Regions from separate parts of the Mus musculus genome. Here regions 2 and 3 are each linked to region 1. Evidence: chromatin contacts called from public HiChIP or PLAC-seq data. All regions are on one chromosome and are shown on one strand. Each heading gives the region's core, a stretch centred on a gene start, on an enhancer-like site or on the middle of the called end of the contact. The rest is flanking DNA. Distances are from core to core; before and after follow the strand shown.

Region 1 (2,998 bases), core at 143-2,642:
AGGTTGCCCTCCATACTGGAGACTGAGGCAAGGGAGTCTTTACCAGGAGCCACAAGAGCACTGAACTTACCATTGCTGGCATGTCTACTTTCCCAGTGACCTGGGATTGGTTCCCATATCCGGATAACCGGGGACAGTTAATTTAGGACAGTCTCAAGTGTGGCTTGGTCAGGGTATAGAAAGGAGCCCTTCCCGTAAAATACCCAAGAACCTGATCCTGAAAGGGACGTGGTCTAGATCATGTTCCTGTCCTGTCACTAGTCAGCAATGTGACCTTGGGCCAGTGGCTTCTTCACCTTGCCAAGCTGCAGATGGCAGAAAGCAAAGCCTGCCTCAGGAAGATGTGTAAGCCTAGGTGTGAAGTCTAGAGCAGGTAGCCCAGCACGCAGGCTGCTGTAAGTTCTTGTGAAGTTGGGACTTGTTCAGGGCCCATTGTAGCAGCAGTTGGAGACCCTGCCTTTGATTTCTTCCAAGCCCCAGCAGCTGCTGACAGAGAGATGGAAGACAGCGGTGGGGACCGCCGGGGGGTGGATGAGCAGGGATGTGCTTCCCACATCCTTCACGGTCTGGGCCCATCCTTTCTCTGATTTCCTGCTCCATGCTCCCTATCTGCCTCTTGATTGATTCTGCCTCCTCATTCATTCTTAAGGCATCCCTGATCTCTTCTGCACAACTCTCCAGGTCCGAGGGCTACAGCGAAGAAGTCAGTGCAGGAGCCGTTTTGAAGACTGATTTGTGTAGAAGCTGTGAGCGTTGATTGATTGTCACTCACAAACTTCGCTCTGTAAACCCATGAGCCGAGCATCTGCACGTCCTCACTTCCCTGTAACCCTGTGGGTGTCTGACAGAACATCTCGTACCCAGTCGGTGCTCAGTGCAGGGTGTGGGGAGGCGAGGGGGAAGAAAGATGAATAGGACCGCAGAAGTCATCCATCCATCAGAGTCCCTCTGGTGGCTATGAACGAGGAGTTGAGCTGGGAACGGGGGTATGATCTGATACAGAAAGCAGGACAGTTGGACAGATTTGGCTCCTCTCGTGGACTTCTTTAGTACTGGCCACCCCTTCATATACTGTCTCCTGGCCAAATGGGGTGGTGAGTTATACTTAAGGGAAGCTCAGCCTGGAATCATAGCTTTTGAGACAGATACACCAGACCCTCTGTTTCCTTTTTCATATTCTGTATGAGCTAAGAAGCCAACAAAATGGCAGTTTCTCTTTGGTCGACCTCCTGGGAGAGAGTTCTGTTTGGGAGGAATCGTGTCCTGGGAGAGAGTTCTGTTTGGGAGGAATTGTGTCTCGAATGGAGGGATCATGACAGCTACTGGGACCTCCCCCTGGTTTTTTGTCGACCGAGTGGGTAGAACAGGAGCCGGAAGTGTCTGGTGGACGTGCCAGTGTTGAGGAACTCGCGGCTGCTGTTTGATCACAACAGGCTGTCTGTTCTTCCTCCCCCACATCCACCACATGGACTCATGTCTTCGACACGAACACATTCTTCAAATAACACCTTCTGGGACATTCTTGCACCCCACCCCAGCCTGCCCGAGGACTCTGTGGTAATGAATGGGAGCTTTCTTAACTAATGATATTCTGGACCATCTGTCCAGCTGGTCACTGAGAACAGAAAGCAGATGCACGCACGCGTTGCTTCTTCTTCATCGTGGTCCCATAAAATTAGAAATGGAAAGATTATCTCTTTCCTGGATCTGGGAAGAGAAAGTCTCTCTCGATGCATTTCGTGAGAGATTTAGATTAAGTTGCTGTTGCTTTTGAAAGCATGAGTCCTGTGAGGCTTTGGATCTCGAGAGATGAATGTCTGTCTGTCTGTTTGTTTTGTCCTAGGTTAACGTGTAAGCCTGTGTTTGTTCTCGCATGCCACTTTGGATCTCTTGACATTAGAAGGAAGTAGATGTCTTGGTCTTCTGCTTTTTTAAATATTAATTGAAAATAAATATTTCTTCATGTAATATATTCCGTTCACAGTTCTGTTTCCCGTCTCACTTCTTCTCCTAGATTCTCCCCACCTCCCCACCCTTCCAGTTCCACACCTTCTTTCTCTCTCTCTTTAGAAAACAAACTGGCCGGCTGGTGAGATGGCTCAGTGGGTAAGAGCACACTGACTGCTCTTCCAAAGGTCCTGAGTTCAAATCCCAGCAACCACATGGTGGCTCAGAACCACCCGTAATGAGATCTGACGCCCTCTTCTGGTGTGTCTGAAGTCAGCTACAGTGTACTTACATATAATAATAAATAAATCTTTGGGCCGGAGTGAGCGGGGCAGGAGCGAGCAGAGGTCCTGAGTTCAATTCCTAGTAACCACATAATGGCTCACAACCATCTGTACAGCTACAGTGTACTCATATACATAAAAAAATAAATCTTTAAAAAAAACAACCAAACAAACAAATGGGCAAATTAAAAAGCAAAATAAAACAAAACAGCATGAGAAACACATTCTGCAAACATGCATGTACATGCATGCATGTACCTGTGCACACACACATACACACACACATACACACCATACAAACTCAAAATAGGAAACCATAATATATAAGCAAAAGATTAGTAAGGTTTTTAAAAAAATGCCCAAACAAAGCAATATGAGACAAAAAAAAAATCACCCAAAATACCGTCGAGTCATTTCATGTTGGTGCATCTACGGCTGAACGTGAATGGAGCCTCCCCTAAGACTGTTTTGCATAGCCAATGAGAGTCCATTTGTGAAAGCTCATTTTTCCTTTGCAAGTGGCCCTCGGTTGGAGACAGTGTCTCTGTTAGGGATGGGAGATCTTGTCTAATTGTCCCTCTCCCTCCTTTCCTGCCTGGGTTGGCCTCTTACTCAGCATAGATCCCCTAACTGATCTAACTGACCTGCCCTGCTGACCTCCTGCTTTTTAGCATGTGAATTAACACGAGTAACTGGATATAGCGGATAGGAGGTTCTATGTCTAGGTCAAGTTGAAAAGTTAGGACGCTGGGGAAGTGCTTGCCTCT
Region 2 (2,998 bases), core at 373-2,872, 490 kb after region 1:
CTTAATTTTATCTAGTCTCTTACATGTGAGATTGAATTCAGCAGTTTCTGGTCTTTCTGGAGTTACTACACCCCTGCTGGTAAACAGCAAACCCCCTTACCCCAACCCCAACCCCCTCCCCGAACTATCTCACCAGCTCCACTGTTCTTTATAAATCATTTAATTGGCTGAGGAGATGGTTCAGCAGATATTGCTAAAGGTAAGTGGATCTGAGTTCAAATCCCCAGAAAGCAAGTAAAAAGCCTGGCTTGGTCCCTTATGCACTCACAAGGCTTTTACTTGGGTCTCATGGGAGGGTCTCTAGGCTGGCATACCTCAAGTTCAGTGAGACCCTGTCTCTGGGACTAAAGCAGAGAGTGGTAGATCAGGACACCCAGTGTCATCCTACACACACTTGGTTTGTATTTATTTTTGAGACAAGGGTTTCCTATTTAGTCCTGACTGTCCTGTGGCTCACTGTGTAGATGAGCCTGGCCTTGAACTCAGAGATCCACCTGCCTCTGCCTCCCTAGTGCTAGGATCAGAGGCGTGAGCCACACATGATCAGCCACACAATTGTTTGTTTGTGTTTTCATCAGTTAAGCTCAGTTTATGCATGTGTGGGCCCAGCTACTAGGGAAGCCTGAGACGGGTATGCCTGACAGTTTGGGGCTGGGGAGATGGCCCAGCAGTTAAGAGTGCCTGTTGTTCTATCATGAGGACTGGAGTTTGAATCCCAGTATTGGAGGCTCCAAGGGATCCAACACCCTCCCCTTCCCACTACCCAACCTTCCCCTGACACATGAAATTTTTCAAAAAGAGCTGTGCCCTAAGGAAAAGATGTGGTCACTCTTTGTCCAAGACTTCCCAAGCATTTTTTAGGCATCTTGGTCAGCTCTGACCCATCAGACATCAGAGTCTAGGTAGAGGCAGAGAAGCCGATACTGGGACCAAGGTACCTGCAGTTTCTGAAGGGTGAGAGAGGACTTCCGAGTGGCCGGGCTGAGCTCCATGTTGCTTGGAGCTGGGGTGCTACTGACATCTGAGAGACTTGTCAGAAAAGTGAGCGGAGCCTGTGTAGGCAGAGGATGAGAGAGAGCCAGCCGAAACAGGGATTCCCAGAGACTCCCACACCCTGTCATTTCACTTGTGACTAGGATCGACGGAAGTCCTGTGGTGAGATGGAAGGTACAGCTGAGACCGTCTCCTACAGTCATCTCACTGACTGTAGTCAAACCTAAAAATGTCTTTAAAAGTGACATTTTTTAGAGAATAACATTTTATGTGTTCTTTGACGATATCATACATGTGTATGCAGCGAGCGTGTCTTCATCATATGCATGCCCAGTCCACCAATCCCCCAGACACCAAAATGTCAGCTCCCACTTTTGTGTCCTTTACCCCTTCTTTCCCCCCTCGTCCCCCATTATCCAACTAGCACTGCTGCAGGTACATAGGCGGGGCCAGCCACTGGAGCAACGTTTCACCCTCTGGTCTTATCAAACACCAAGAGAAGACTGTTGGGAAAGAGGCATTGGGAGACAATAACTAGCTCTCAGAATGGCGGATGGCACATGCGGTATCTGTTGAGGGTGGAAGGGGCTGACTACAGCCCGAGGCTTTCTGGAAGCTGAGTCAGTACAGAAGTGGGCATCAGTGTCAGGCACTGGCTTGCTGGTCATCACTGTAGTCACAGGATGGGAACACAGAGCCACTACGGGCTTCTAGGTCCCTTTTGCTGCTCGAGCACTGGGACTCTGAGGGACATCCGTCCTGGGATTGACAGGACAGTGCCTAGGACCCATTGTAGAGACATCCCAAACAGCCTTTATCTTCTTAATCCCCACCCAAAAGAGAAATGTGTTGTCAACAAGCATTTGACCTACCTTCTCACCGATCCCGCTAGGGGGAGCCAGCGAGCGGAAGGAACCAGACAATGGCCTCTTCCCCATGCTCCTTGATAGAGCAGCTGGGCAGTATTTGTGCCATAGCACGAATAACTAAGAGTAGTAAAAGAACTATTCTGCCTATTGTTCGTGTGAGATTGCTCTAAGAACAGCTTCTTTTGAAAAATCTCCCTCTAATTATGATACAAAGGTTTTGCTGGTGTTATTTCGGTTTTTGAGACAGTCTTGTGTAGCCCAGGCTGGCCTCAGATTCTCTGTGTAGCTGCAGAGCACCTTGAACCTCTGATTCCCCTGCCTCTGCCCCCTAAAGGCTGGAATTATAGGTGCATGCCACCAACTCAGGCTATGCAGAGCTGAGACTCAAACCCAGGGACACGATCATGCTAGCTGAACACTAGCAAAAGGCACCGTGTGCAGCCCCAAGAAATTGGTTTGGTTTGGTTTGATTTTTAGCTTCCAATGCATTTTATTTTCTTTTATTATTTAGAAAACCAAAGGATTTCTGTTTTATAAGTGCAAAGTAATAAATTCAGCTTTTGAGAGAAAAGAGTGTGAGGCCCTAAATAAAGACTTACGTCTGCTTCAAATAGGCAGTAATGTGGTAGGTAGCTCCTGGTAGTTAACCACATGTAAGAATAACACACACTATGCACTAACACACTGTGGCTCAGCAGTAGTAGCCTGAAGATAGATGGTACAGAAAGGACACAGCATTAGTAAGAAGGACAAAGAGCATTGTCTGCCCATGAAAATGATGCTATACATTTTTCCTCATAGGTTCTGAAATTTATTTTAGTTTATAATCTCTCCCCCACCAAAGAGCGGTTAGACTGTGTCGATCTGTGTGACTCGTGTAGGTAAGGCCACTTATCCCTGTCCCAATAGCAACACTGACGGTCACATGAGTGCCACCCTGCATTGCTACTTTGTATAACTGTTCCTAGATTTTTGAGCCCAGGACATTAACCAAGCTATCCAAGGCACCATGCTATCAAATTGTTTAGCAAGCTTACAAGGGACTTTGATTGGTAAGTTATGCAGTAAGGACTTCCAGCAGAGGCCACATCTCTTGCTTCCTAAATTAGATTATCCACAACACTGTGGTAGCCCCC
Region 3 (2,998 bases), core at 319-2,818, 300 kb after region 1:
GAAGAAGGGCACCAACCCTCCCCCAGGAGTAGGAAGCTCCGCCTACCTGCTTCCAGCTCCTTATGGAATCTTTGAAGCCCCTAGAGCTCTTCATGCATCTAGAACATTCTCCAAGTCTTGTAACAAGCTGTCTGCCTTTGCTGAGCCACTAATTCCTTTAGTGAATTCCCCAGGAAATTAGCCTTAAAGGAGTGGTTGTCCACCACTTCCTAAACAGCAGACTCTTATCACCGCAGCTACAGTGGAGTTTCAGCCAGTGGACATGGTCAGCCAGGGGACATCCCGCCATGTTCTCTTCTGATAGAGGGAGGTGTACTCTGTGACAGTGTTGGTCAGGGCAATCAATTTTAACCCTTATCTTGTATCAGGAAGATAAGAGAAGAGGAGAGGCGGGTTATTGGAGAGGACATGTCAAACATTCTTGCAGGTCTCAGAGAGTAACAATAGCTCTCAGAACCTGGTATCTGTCTACCCAGAGCCCATGCATCAGCCAATACCACACAGCACAGCAAAGCACCACTACCATGGCTCCAGGAACTTACAGTATATCATTGTCTATAGTGTTGTTGGTTCCTGCAGAGGCATTTGCAACTCTCAGTCAAAACATGGGTGTATTGTTGGTTAGCAAGACCTGTGCTGTTTACCGCTAAGACTCAATGAGCCTAAGCTATGTAATAAATACTAACACTCGGGGATCATGAAACAGCTTGTTTATGTAAATCAGGTACGTGATCTTTTACTGGATGCTGCTGTTTTACATAAACAGCTTAAGCTATGGCGTAAGATATCAAAAATATCTTTGACAAAAATCCCTCATGAAATTAAGGTGCTTCAGATTTAAGTGTGGACATAGTTGAACCAAGGATGGAGGGAGGGAATGGGCACTTTCTGTGAAGCAAAAAGTCTCATGTGGTGCCCTGCAGTCAGTCCCATGGGGTGCCACGGTGGCCAGTGTGCATGCTGGCTGCTGCCCTACAGTCCTGTGGATTGCCTTGTGTTTACTTCTCACCCACTAACAGTTGATGTGGTGTCCCTGTGAGCAAGGCAGCTCTACCTCATGTAGTGTCACAGGAATTCAGCCTGGCTTCCTCCTCACTTCTGCCTCCGCTGGGTTCAACCGGGTTTTTTTTATCCTGGTATCAAATGAGGGAGGACACATTCACATACACACACATGTAACATTTAGTTACACACATGTGCCACATACATTTACACACATGCGTGTGCACATACATACACACACACCATTTTTCACCAACCCTTAACTTCTGTTTACATCTCTGTCAAGTACTGGTAATTTGGCCCCACCCAAATTTAGGAGGGTTTGGGCACCATGTTCTCTGCCAGGTATGCTCTACCCAGTCAAAGCCTTACTGTGGGCACAGGAACACAGATGTTTGGGCAGGGTTTGGGGGATGGGGTGGCTGTCTCTGCTGTCTGCGCAGTTCCTTATTTAAACATTGTTTAGGGAGGAACAGGAGCCCTGGCAAGTTTGCAGAGGGCAATGTCACAAGATAAAGCCAAGTCCACATTATGTAAATTCCTAAAGAAGATCTGACAGGATGGCAGCTGAGGGGAAGACAGGCAGCAGCTGAAACTCAGTGTGGAAAAATACGAGGCAGAGCATCTAGGGAAAAGAGTCCAAATTAGGTTGTACTAATGGGATAATAATATTCCACTCGGAAGATGGACGTGAGGATCATTAGAGACCATTCCCCAAAGACCTGGATCCAGTAGCAGCTGCTGCGGCTCCACGTTCTACAAATAACAGGCGTCCTCTGAAGGACCACAAAGAAAAATCATCTTCTTTTGGGAATTTGACATATCCTCATTTGGACTAGTGTATATCACCCTGGCTATTCCTTCTCAATAAATAACTAATCAGAACAGAGGAAGATTCTAGTAGGAGCTGAGGTATGAAGGGTAATAGTTCCCAACCTTTATAGAGAACTGAGCTCTAGAGAATGTGTGCGCGCGCGCGCGCGCGCGCACACACACACACACACACACACACACACACATTTGCATTGATTTTCATGCAAATCCAAAGCTAAGTTGGGCAGCTGAGGCCAGTCTCTGAAAGAAATACATTTCTTGAATGGAGTAGATTTAAAAGTTTAGATTCTGCCGTCTTGATATGTAAAGACTTGGGGAGTTTATTGGAGTCTTTCCCCCACCAAATGTGGGTGCTATGGACATGATCACTGAAGTCTGCTGTGGTAGAAGGAAAGCAGGGGACCACGCCTGCGAGGAGGAAATTCAGAGAAAAGAATAAAAGGTCAGTCACTCACACAGCTGTTTTCATAAGCTGGTGAGGCTTCGAGAACTCACAAGTGGTAAGAACAGAGCTATGAACAGCTTTCCAAATGATATAAGGACATGTCGTGGTGTCATGGAGGGGAAGCTCGGTGGTCTGGTGCAGAGTAGCAACCGTTTGTGGCGAATACTGACATGGGTAACTTTGCTTTCCTAACAGGTCCCTTAGTGCTACACACACACACACACACACACACACACACACACACACACACAAAGGTTTAAGCGTTGACCTACTTTGGAAGATTTTTTTTTTTCTTAGTTAAAATCAATCACCAGTGCTGACTGGAAAGTTATTGTGGTGTGACGACTTTATCTGGTGTATTTCCCATAGCGGCAAAGAAGATGTGAATGGACTGAACAATTCGATGTAATAATGGACAATAATGGTGGTCACTGATAATTTTTTGTAGGTTAGGGGGAACACACATCGTGATCCCCCATTTCTCATGGATTCCCAATCTTCATGACAATAGGAGGAATCGCCAGCACGCTTCAGCTCACGCTTCATGCCTACTGCTGTTAATATTACACACACGCTGAGAGGGCTGACAGTCAGAGCCGTCTGCTAGTCAGCACCAGGTTCTTTCCCTCTTTCTGCTGCTCATCTGTTCAGTACCCAGGCAGCTAGAAACTTTACCTCACCAGACTTCATCTACTTCTATGTCAAATAGAGTCAAGG

What was found. HiChIP or PLAC-seq counts read pairs in DNA pulled down with a chosen protein or histone mark.
Region 2: a contact with region 1 is called in an H3K4me3 HiChIP or PLAC-seq map of bone marrow-derived macrophages, with 6 times the contacts expected there. The contact joins two enhancer-like sites. A contact is called at or near these places in 3 of 115 datasets of contacts at active chromatin or transcription factors (bone marrow-derived macrophages, double positive thymocytes and embryonic stem cells) and 3 of 9 other capture datasets (embryonic stem cells, liver and pancreatic islet).
Region 3: a contact with region 1 is called in an H3K4me3 HiChIP or PLAC-seq map of bone marrow-derived macrophages, with 3 times the contacts expected there. The contact joins two enhancer-like sites. A contact is called at or near these places in 2 of 39 promoter capture datasets (cranial neural crest and maxillary cranial neural crest), 2 of 484 Hi-C or Micro-C datasets (macrophages and nephron progenitors), 9 of 115 datasets of contacts at active chromatin or transcription factors (bone marrow-derived macrophages, effector CD8 T cells, embryonic basal ganglia and 5 more) and 1 of 9 other capture datasets (embryonic tail).

What each region holds. Positions count from the first base shown.
Region 1 is chr3:52,028,270-52,031,267 of GRCm38.p6, reverse strand. All of the region lies in intron 1 of Maml3 (mastermind like transcriptional coactivator 3), which reads left to right. Among named protein-coding and RNA genes, the nearest start is that of Maml3, 75 kb to the left of the region's middle. Within about 2 kb of position 1,392, at least 109 of the 459 cell types and tissues checked have an H3K27ac peak or open chromatin away from gene starts, as enhancers often do. A contact at or near this core is called in bone marrow-derived macrophages and double positive thymocytes, where this site is marked.
Region 2 is chr3:51,538,950-51,541,947 of GRCm38.p6, reverse strand. All of the region lies in intron 3 of Setd7 (SET domain containing (lysine methyltransferase) 7), which reads left to right. Among named protein-coding and RNA genes, the nearest start is that of 5031434O11Rik, 20 kb to the left of the region's middle. Within about 2 kb of position 1,622, at least 49 of the 459 cell types and tissues checked have an H3K27ac peak or open chromatin away from gene starts, as enhancers often do. A contact at or near this core is called in bone marrow-derived macrophages and double positive thymocytes, where this site is marked.
Region 3 is chr3:51,731,136-51,734,133 of GRCm38.p6, reverse strand. The region is part of intron 2 of Maml3 (mastermind like transcriptional coactivator 3); the gene reads left to right. Among named protein-coding and RNA genes, the nearest start is that of Gm46803, 25 kb to the right of the region's middle. Within about 2 kb of position 1,568, at least 18 of the 459 cell types and tissues checked have an H3K27ac peak or open chromatin away from gene starts, as enhancers often do. A contact at or near this core is called in bone marrow-derived macrophages, where this site is marked.